Linked DNA regions of Sus scrofa: region 2 is linked to region 1. A link is a contact called in public Hi-C data. All regions are on one chromosome and are shown on one strand. Each heading gives the region's core, a stretch centred on a gene start, on an enhancer-like site or on the middle of the called end of the contact. The rest is flanking DNA. Distances are from core to core; before and after follow the strand shown.

Region 1 (4,360 bases), core at 879-3,378:
AAAACCTGTCAACATGTATAACTAAAATAGTCCACTTCATTATATGTAAACCAGGCCTCAGTAATGCTTATTTTAAAAAACCTGCATGTAAGAGTTCTCTTGTGGTACAGTGGGTTAAGAATTTGGTGTTGTCATTGCTATGGCTCAGGTCACTGCTGTGATGCTGGTTTGATCCCTGGTCCAGGAACTTCTGCAAGCAACAGGCATGGCAAGCAAGCAAGTAAATACATACATACATAATACATATGTACATACATACATAAATACATAAAACAGACAAATAAATAAAGCTGCAAGTAAATTAAGAGTCAGTAAGCCTGGGAATTCCCTTCATGGCTCAGTGGTTAATGAGCCCGACTAGGATCCATGAGGATTTAGGTTGGATCCCTGGCTTTGTTCAGTGGGTTAAGGATCCAGTATTGCTGTGAGCTGTGGTGTAGCTCTCAGATGAGGCTCAGATCCCACGTTGCTGTGGTTGTGGCATAGGCTGGTAGCTGTAGCTCTGATTCAACCCCTAGCTTGGGAACCTCCACATGCCACCGGTGTGGCCCTAAAATAGCATAAATAAGTATACAAATAAATAGTTGCTAAGCCTGAGTACAGTACACGAGCTGCAAACACAGTTTAACCCCAACATTAAACTATGGCAAGGCCATATGGGAATAGCATCCTCCCCATGGCTGCAGAGATCTAAGAATGATGGGTGCACCTGCTACAGAAGGCCAGGTGAAAGAAGCAAAGGAACAAAGGCTAACATGGAGGAGGCCAGACCAAAATATGTAAAGTCACAAGCAGCATGCACATAGATTTGCTCTCCAAACCTCAAAACACCCAGGCCTGAGTGATGGAAGTTTAGAATCAATAAATAGAAGCTCTGCCTCAAAAAGCCAGAAGCTGCATATTAGTCCCAAGGTGATAAATTCATAAAGAGTTTGGAAAAAGTGACTCTTGTAGGACTGCATGGCTTGACCACAGAGGCTCCTCGAGAAGCTGGGCTTTACCTCTCCTTCCAGGGTGAAAGGGTCACCTTGGGTTTCCTGGGAGAAGGGGTGATGACTTTCCAGGTGGCAACAAGGACAGTTTGGAGTGTTCAGCACGTGAATGGGGACAGGAAAGGGGTCTCTCGCCTCTTCCTCTTTCAGTGAGCTCTCTCTCCTTATGAGTCTCCAAACACAGAAGATCTAAACCAAATGCCTGCACCTAACCTCTGTGTCTCTCATGCAGTTCTCCCAAACTCCCTCTGTGAGCTCCCAAAGGCCTGTGTCTCCACCTAGCCCAGCACGGAGCACATAGCAAAGGGCTGAAAAAATAATTTCTTTGGGAGAAGAATGTGAGGGCAAAGAGGAACATATTGGGGGCGGGGGGAGGGGTGTGCTTAAGGAGGATGGGCTGCTCTGGAGGGGTCTGTGGAGTGAGGAAGTGCAATGGTGAGAGGACAGGTCAAAGAGTGGTGGGAAACAGTGGGTCAGGGGCAGTGTGAAAGAGGAGGCTAAGAGTAATGGAAGAGAGCTAGTCTGGGGACACAGGCCAGGGGTCACAGGGAGAGAGAAGGTTAGGGGTCAATAGGGAAAGGAAGATGAAGGATCAGTCGCAGAGGTATGATCACTGGTCACTGGCAGCGAAGGTCAGAGGTCACTGGGATAGAGCAGGTCTCGGTGTGTGTTACCTGCTTATGAGGCGGCTGTTTGTGGGGCATCTTCAAAGAAGCAGGAAGCACCTCAACTCCTGGAGCACCTACAAAACGCTCCCTCGCCTGAGGACAAGAAGACTGTCCGTTCCCTCAATCATGCACAGGAAATCCGGATTCTCTTTCACTTCAATTCCCAATCTCAGGGGTTCTTTGGGGACAACTGTCGCTGTGGGTCTCCGTGCCCTTGCAGAGTGGAATCGGCTCCTCCCTGACGCGGTTACCCAGCAACCAACCGGCAGCCAAGGCGCAGGCGCCTCCGACGCCCCCTCACGGCTGGAGGAAAAGGCGGGGCTGGGCGAGCAGGGAACCCCCAGCTCCGCTAAGCCCGGCCCCCTCCGTCAAGACTCGACTCGCTGCCCTGCGATTCGGAACTCCTGCATGTGGGAGGGGCTAGGGCCCCAGATACCGCCTCCTCATGAATAATGCAGACTTCAGGCGGTGTCCCGGACCCGGAAGTGGAGTTGCCGAGTCACCGCAGTGGCTGAGCTGCTGACAGGAGGCGGCGGCGGAGGAGGAGGCGAGGCAAGACCTGCGGCTCTGCCGGGCCACAGTCGCTGTAGTGCTAGGCGAGTCGACGGAGCCACGCCGGCCTCAGCCCGCCTGCAAACCTCCCGCCCCGCGCTCACCCCTCCATCTGCCCGACTCATCCGGGGCGGCCTAGTCTGCACCACCCACCAGGCTCCTTGGGGCCGCCGCCCCGCGCGGTCCCGTCGGCGTCCCTGGCCGCGCCCGGCCCCTGGCCCGCTCGCCCACCGGCACCATGATGGAGGAGATCGACCGGTTCCAGGTGCCCACCGCGCACTCGGAGATGCAGCCGCTGGTGAGGGGGCGGGCGGCGGGCAGGCCAGGGCCGGGAGGGGGCGCTGCCTTGAGGAGGAGGGAGGGAATCAAGCCTGGGGGACAGTGCGGAGAGGGCGCCTCGGATGGGGCAAAGAGGGCCATGAAAATGCCTCTCCGGGGGAGGGAGACTTGCAGGACAAGAAAGCCGTGGGAGAATACGTGGGATGATAGCAAAGGGGCCTGTAAGGGCGGAGAGCACTGTCAGCGAAGGCAGGCCAAGGGAGCTACGGGGAGTGCCGTCGGATGGAACCGAGCGGGGGCACAATGGTGCACACCGTTAGTGGAGGCCCATAACGGGGGAAAGAAGGGAACTGTCATGGGGCATCGCCGGTGGCAGGCCCAGGGGCTGTGGTGAGAGGTAGGGAGGCGTTTAGACCTAAAGGCCTGTGATGCTCAGAGCGGGGGATGGGGCCAGCGAGCAGACAGTCTGAGGGACCCGAACTGGTTTGTAGAGGAGGAGGGGCCTGCCCGCCAGTTCACTGGCTATGTATGGGAACGCGGGGACTGACCGTGGACCAGTGGGAGCAGGGGGAGAGTCCATGCAGGACCCCGGAATTTCGTTCTCCGGAGGAGAACGTGGTCAATCTAGCCTGGGGGTGCTGGAGCCGGGAAGGAGAGAGCACTGTGGCAAAACAGAGAATCCGGGGCGCAGATGAGAGAGCTCGGGAACCGGGGGAGAGGGGGCGGGGCCGCTCTGGAGCCGCTTGTGCCCACCGGTTCGGGAGAGCCCCCAGCATCCTAGGCCTACGTGCTTAGAGTCCTTGCTGGGCGCCGATCCTGCAGCCTGTCCGCTGCCCGGGAGTCAAGGAAGAATGATGTCATCGCTGCCGGCGCACAGGGAATGGAAGGGGGAGGGCGATGCACGGAGGCCGGCCTCAGGGAGACGGTACCCTCTGACCACCGACCGCTCCCTGGGGCCACCTGACTGGCTTGTCCACCCAGTGGGCGGGAGACGCCGAGGCCTAGCCAGCTGGTATAGGGAGAGGGGGAAGGGAGGGAGTGCCTGGCTCTATTCTCTGCCTTTCCTTCTCCTTTTCCACTTGGAACCCAAGGGGGAACTGGAAGAGGGCAAGGCAGGCCAGGAACCTGAAGGTGTGCAGGCCCAATTCTCTTGAGCTCAGCTGGAGCTCAGCAGAGCTCTCCAGGTTTTGAAGATCTGGGGCTCCCTAACCCTCTTCCCTCTATGTTAGGTGGAGGTAAGGAACAGGTTCTCACCTTGGGCCTCCCAGGCCTCTGGCTGACAGATGTGCTCTGTGGCTTTCTGAGCAAATACCTGTCCATTACAGCAGCCAAAGCAGACCTTGGCAGGGACCCATGACCAACCCTAAGCGCACCTTTTTGAGGATGGTAGGGAGAATCATTAGAGGCCACCTCACAGGAGATAAGTGGTTTTCCTTCCCTTTTGTGACTGCTTAGACAGTTCTAGAAGCCCAAACAGAGTAGCTCTGCAAAAAGGTACAACATTACACTGGGAGAGAGATGTTGCTGGACTTTATTCCTAGCCTGATAGCATCACTGGATTGTGTGAGGGCCAGAAAATCCTGGTGAGAAGCCTGTCCCATGAACTTGAAGAAGAACTTGAGGCTGGGCTAAGAGAACTTTCCTTCCTGAATTATCTTTCCAGTCAACTCTGGCTTGTCAAACTAGATTGCCCTTTCAGTTCTAAGTATCTAATCAAGACTCAAAAGGAAGGGCAGATGAAGGAGGAGGTCCGAGTGAGTCAGGAGAAGAAAGCAGTGAATTGGTTCTTGCCTCTCATCCGGGGTTCCTAAGAAGGAGGCAGTAGCTGTTCAGCGAGAGGGAAGAAAGAAGGGGTCACTGGGCTCTCTC
Region 2 (4,360 bases), core at 881-3,380, 110 kb after region 1:
AGGCCAGGGATCGAACCTGCAATCTCAGCCTAGCCGGATTAGTTTCCGCTGCACAACAGTAACTCCCTATCACGGCTGTTGTAGAATTTGAAATAAATTGGAGGGTCTGACATATCAGAAGTACTGAATATGAGTCACTCTTACTCCTGTATCACAAAAGGTCATCAGAAAGCTTCTCTATGTTATGTTTTAATGGCATGCTCTCTATTCTTATTGACAGCTGAATCAAGACATGGCTTTTCATATTTTTTGCAAAAGTGCCAGTGCTTATAGTTCCCTTTGTGGCTCAGCAGGTTACAAACCCGACTGGTATCCATAAGGATGTGGGTTTGATCCCTGGCCTCCATCAGTGGGTTAAGGATATGGCATTGCTGCAAACTGCGACATAGGTCGAAGATGTAGCTTGGATCTTGTGTTGCCATGGCTGTGGCGTGGGCCCCAGCTGAGGCTCCAATTCAACCCCTGGCAGGGGAAATTCTTTCTATATGCTGCAGGTGCGGCCAAAAAAAAAAAAAAAAAGTGCAGGTGAACACACTCTTCATCACACCATGTATATCCCTTATGTATAAGGTCCCATAAGATAAATTCCTTTTAATATAAGTACCAAGAAGAAATTTCACTCTTTTGAAGAATGGGTTGTTTCCTTAATTATTAGGTATTTAACTGCCGAGTTTTGAACTAAATTGGGTACTCATTTACAATAAATCTAATGGCCCCATCAGCTAGTATATTTTCTTGTTTCTCTTATGAAGATAATAGCTACCACTTTTTGAAGAATTAGTACTTGTCAGGCACTGTGCCAAGTGCTTTGCCTTCATTATTTCACTTAGTCTTCACCACAACCCTACATGGAGCTACTGTCAGTTTTCCGGAGAGCTAAAAGGAAACTATAGCCCAGAGGTACGTCTGGATAGTGACTTAAAAGTTGATCTGCGGAGTTCCCGTCGTGGCTCAGCGGTTAACGAGTTTGACTAGCATCCATGAGGATTCAGGTTTGATCCCTGGCCTTGCTCAGCGGGTTAAGAATCCCGCGTTGCCGTAAGCTGTGGTTTAAGTGGCAGATGCGGCTCAGATCTGGCATTGCAGTGCTTGTGGTGTAGGCCTGGCAGCTACAGCTCCGATTGGGCCCCTAGCCTGGGAATCTCTATATGCCGAAGCTGCGGCCCTAAAAAGCAAAAAAAAAAAAAAAAAAAAAAAAAAGGTAGATCTGCCTATCTCCCAACATCGTTCCCAACCTTGCTCTATACTAGCTGCATTTGGCTATTCCATTGCATTGAGTTTTAATTTTAATTTACCATTTTATTTTAATCTGCCATTTATATGTGTATACGTAGGTATTCGAACATATATATTTTTTTTCCTTAGGAAATATAACAAATACACAGAGTACGAAACAGGCCACAAGGGAAAAAGGAAGTTTTCTGTTCTATTTTGTTTTGGCTGTGCCCTTTGGCATATGAAAATTCCGGGCTGGAGATGAAACCCGCGCCACAGCAGTGACCCAAGCCTCTGCAGTAACAAAGCGGATCCTTAACCCGCTGAGCCACAAAAAAACTCCAGTAAGTTATGTTTTAGGTAGTGGGACTCTCGGGTGACTTTACTTCTGCTATAATTACAATATTATCGATTCAATAAATGAAGTAATTAGAAAATATAAAACCTCTTTTGGAAAGTAGGCAGGGTTTAAAGGGTAACAACAAAGTTAAAACTGAGGTCCAGGGAGGAGAAGGTATGGCGCTCGGATCGCTGGGCCCTAAACACAGAACTCCGGGATTCTGAAGACCCACTCGATCACCATTTACATGAGGCTAAGCAAGGCTCGCGGGGCCATTGATCTCTCCCTTCTCCCTGCGCATATAAGAAAACTGAGATCCTGCGAACTGCGGGGGCCTGGCCTGCACACGCCACACTGTCAGCTTGGAGGAGAGCACGTCCATCTTTGACCGTGCAGCCACAGGAAGTTATTCAGCTGCAGGTTCTCATTGCCCTGAGCCTCAGTTTCTCCGCGGAGAACTAAAGCCAAGGATCCCTCTCTAAGGCTACTCACCCGAAGCAGAAAAAGGCAGAAGGCGGGCCCTGGACAGAGACTGGGGTGCACCCACCAATCCGGAGAGCTCGGCTGCGCTCTGGGCAACCAACAGCTCTGGGGCAAAAAGATGGGAACCCGCCTCAAAGGCTCCAGTTTTCTCTTTCAGAACATCGCGAGATTTTCACTTACGCGGAACCATTGGTTGAAAAGCGGAAATTGAGGGATACGCCCACTGCTTCATCGGGTCCTGATTGGTCTTCTAGAGGAGAGGGCGGCTCACGTTCCCGAGTACCCTGGATGCCCATTGGTGGAATGTGCGGGACTGCCGGCGCGCGGGCGTCGGCGCGGGCGTTCGAACCAGCGCTTGGCGGCGTTGCCATAGGGATGCGGCCTGGCCGCAGTCTCTAGCTCCGGAGCTGACAGTGCGCGTCGGTCGCCCGCCTAGGGGCTCTCACCTTTCGGTGTTGTCTTCTCTTGTCCTCAGACAGGGTTGACCGAGGAGGAATTTGGAAGCCTCCGAGGTGAGAAATGGCGAGGGAACACCGGGGCGGGGTGGCCTGGTCGGGAGCCTTGGTGCCTGCCCCGCGGGAGAAGGTCCGCAGGGCGCCCGCCGAGCGCGTGAGGAGGCGGGTGGTTGCAAGGGAACCGGGGATTGGCTTCTCTCGGGTGTCCGAACGTCCAGCGAACTCGCCTTTTTCCTGGCTTCTCCTGTGAAGCCTTTTCTGAGTCTCTTGCTTTGAACCCTTAACCCTAACTGGAACCTCTCTTAGAGCATTTTTGTTCCGCCTTAGGTTATTTGTGTACTTCCGCGAACCCCCGTTTCCTCTCTTGTCCCATCTAATTCAGAGGTCTTTGAGGCAAGGCAAGCAACTTTACATATGTAGATTTTTCAAGAAATATTTGTTGAGTTAAATTTAATTCACCTCAGATAGGTTGAATTCCTCTCTATTCCCTGCCGCATTTTTCCTTCCATACAGAGATTATTTTTTATTTTTATGGGTATGGGGGAGGACATCGTAATCTCATATTCAGCAGAACCTGAAAGTTCACGGTTGGCCTTTCCACTCTTTGTGAAAGGGAAAACTTTTGGATTACTTGCTACAATTCTTCCTTTCCGTCTTGTGGTTTTTAGTCTTGGTCTCCCAGTGTATTTTATCAGACTTTCTATTAGCCTTTATTAAAAAAAACAAAAAACAAAAAACAAAAAAACAAAAAAAACCCCCACCATTCTGGAGTTCCCGTCGTGGCTCAGTGGTTAACGAATCAGACTAGGAACCATAAGGTTGCATGTTCGATCCCTGGCCTTGCTCAGTGGGTTAAGGATCTGGCATTGTCGTGAGCTATGGTGTAGGTTGCAGACGAGGCTCGGATCCCGCGTGGCTGTGGCTGTGGCCGGCGGCTACAGCTCCGATTAGACCCCTAGCCTGGGAACCTCCATATGCCATGGGAGCAGCCCTAGAAAAGGCAAAAAGACAAAAAAACCCCAAAAAACCAAAACAAAACCATTCTGTTGTTGCTGTGATGCCAAGAGAGTTGATCTCAGTTTCTTAATGACCCACAGCTCTTGTGATATTTTAAATGTGTTTAGGAAAATGTTGTTGTTTTGTCTTTTTGCCATTTCTTTCTTTTTTTAAGAAAATTTTTATTACTCAAATGAATTTATCACATTTGTAGTTGTATAATGATCATAACAATCTGATTTTATCTTTTTGCCATTTCTTGGGCTGCTCCTGTGGCATATGGAGGTTCCCAGACCAGGGGTCCAATCGGAGCTGCAGCCACCGGCCTATGCCAGAGCCACAGCAACGCTGGATCCCAGCCGCGTCTGCAACCTACACCACAGCTCATGACAATGCTGGATCCTTAACCCACTGAGCAAGGCCAGGGTTCAAACCCGCAACCTCATGGTTCCTTGTCGGATTCGTTAACCACTGAGCCACGACAGGAACTCCAGGAAAATGTTTTAAACTTAAAAATTTTTGTACCCCAACACTTACTGAATGCTTACTGTGTACCAGGCACTGTGCTAGAGTCAAGGACTTGAATCTCACAAGATTTTTTTTTTTGTCCTCTGAATCGACAAAAAAAATCAACAATGACCTGCAGGTGCAGGATTACCCTTGTTTGCTTTTAAGGGAATTAAAAAAACCCATAAGCTAGAGAGCATATAAATCCACTTAATATGGGATTCAAGGTAAGTGCTACTACCAATTTAATTTTTTTTCCCCAGTTTCATTTTATAGAAACACAGAGAAGTTAATAAATTTTCCCCAAATCACAGAAGTAGAAGTGGTGGGATTTGAACCAAGGGACTGTGGAACAAGAGCATGG

The links. A called contact is a pair of places that touch in the nucleus more often than the background predicts.
Region 2: a Hi-C map of skeletal muscle shows a contact between it and region 1, with 4 times the contacts expected there. The contact joins the promoter of NUDT2 here to the promoter of FAM219A in region 1. A contact is called at or near these places in 3 of 47 Hi-C or Micro-C datasets (embryonic fibroblasts, heart right ventricle and skeletal muscle).

The regions. Positions count from the first base shown.
Region 1 is chr10:32,353,500-32,357,859 of Sscrofa11.1, forward strand. FAM219A (protein FAM219A) reads left to right here and starts at 2,129. Exons shown (of 6, transcript XM_013980170.2): 1 at 2,129-2,510. The coding sequence starts at 2,451. It overlaps DNAI1 (dynein intermediate chain 1, axonemal), which reads right to left and starts at 1,945. Exons shown (of 20, transcript XM_021064678.1): 1 at 1,667-1,945. The coding sequence starts at 1,696.
Region 2 is chr10:32,464,705-32,469,064 of Sscrofa11.1, forward strand. NUDT2 (nudix hydrolase 2) reads right to left here and starts at 2,131. Exons shown (of 4, transcript NM_214309.2): 1 at 2,048-2,131. The region is part of intron 2 of KIF24 (kinesin-like protein KIF24); the gene reads left to right.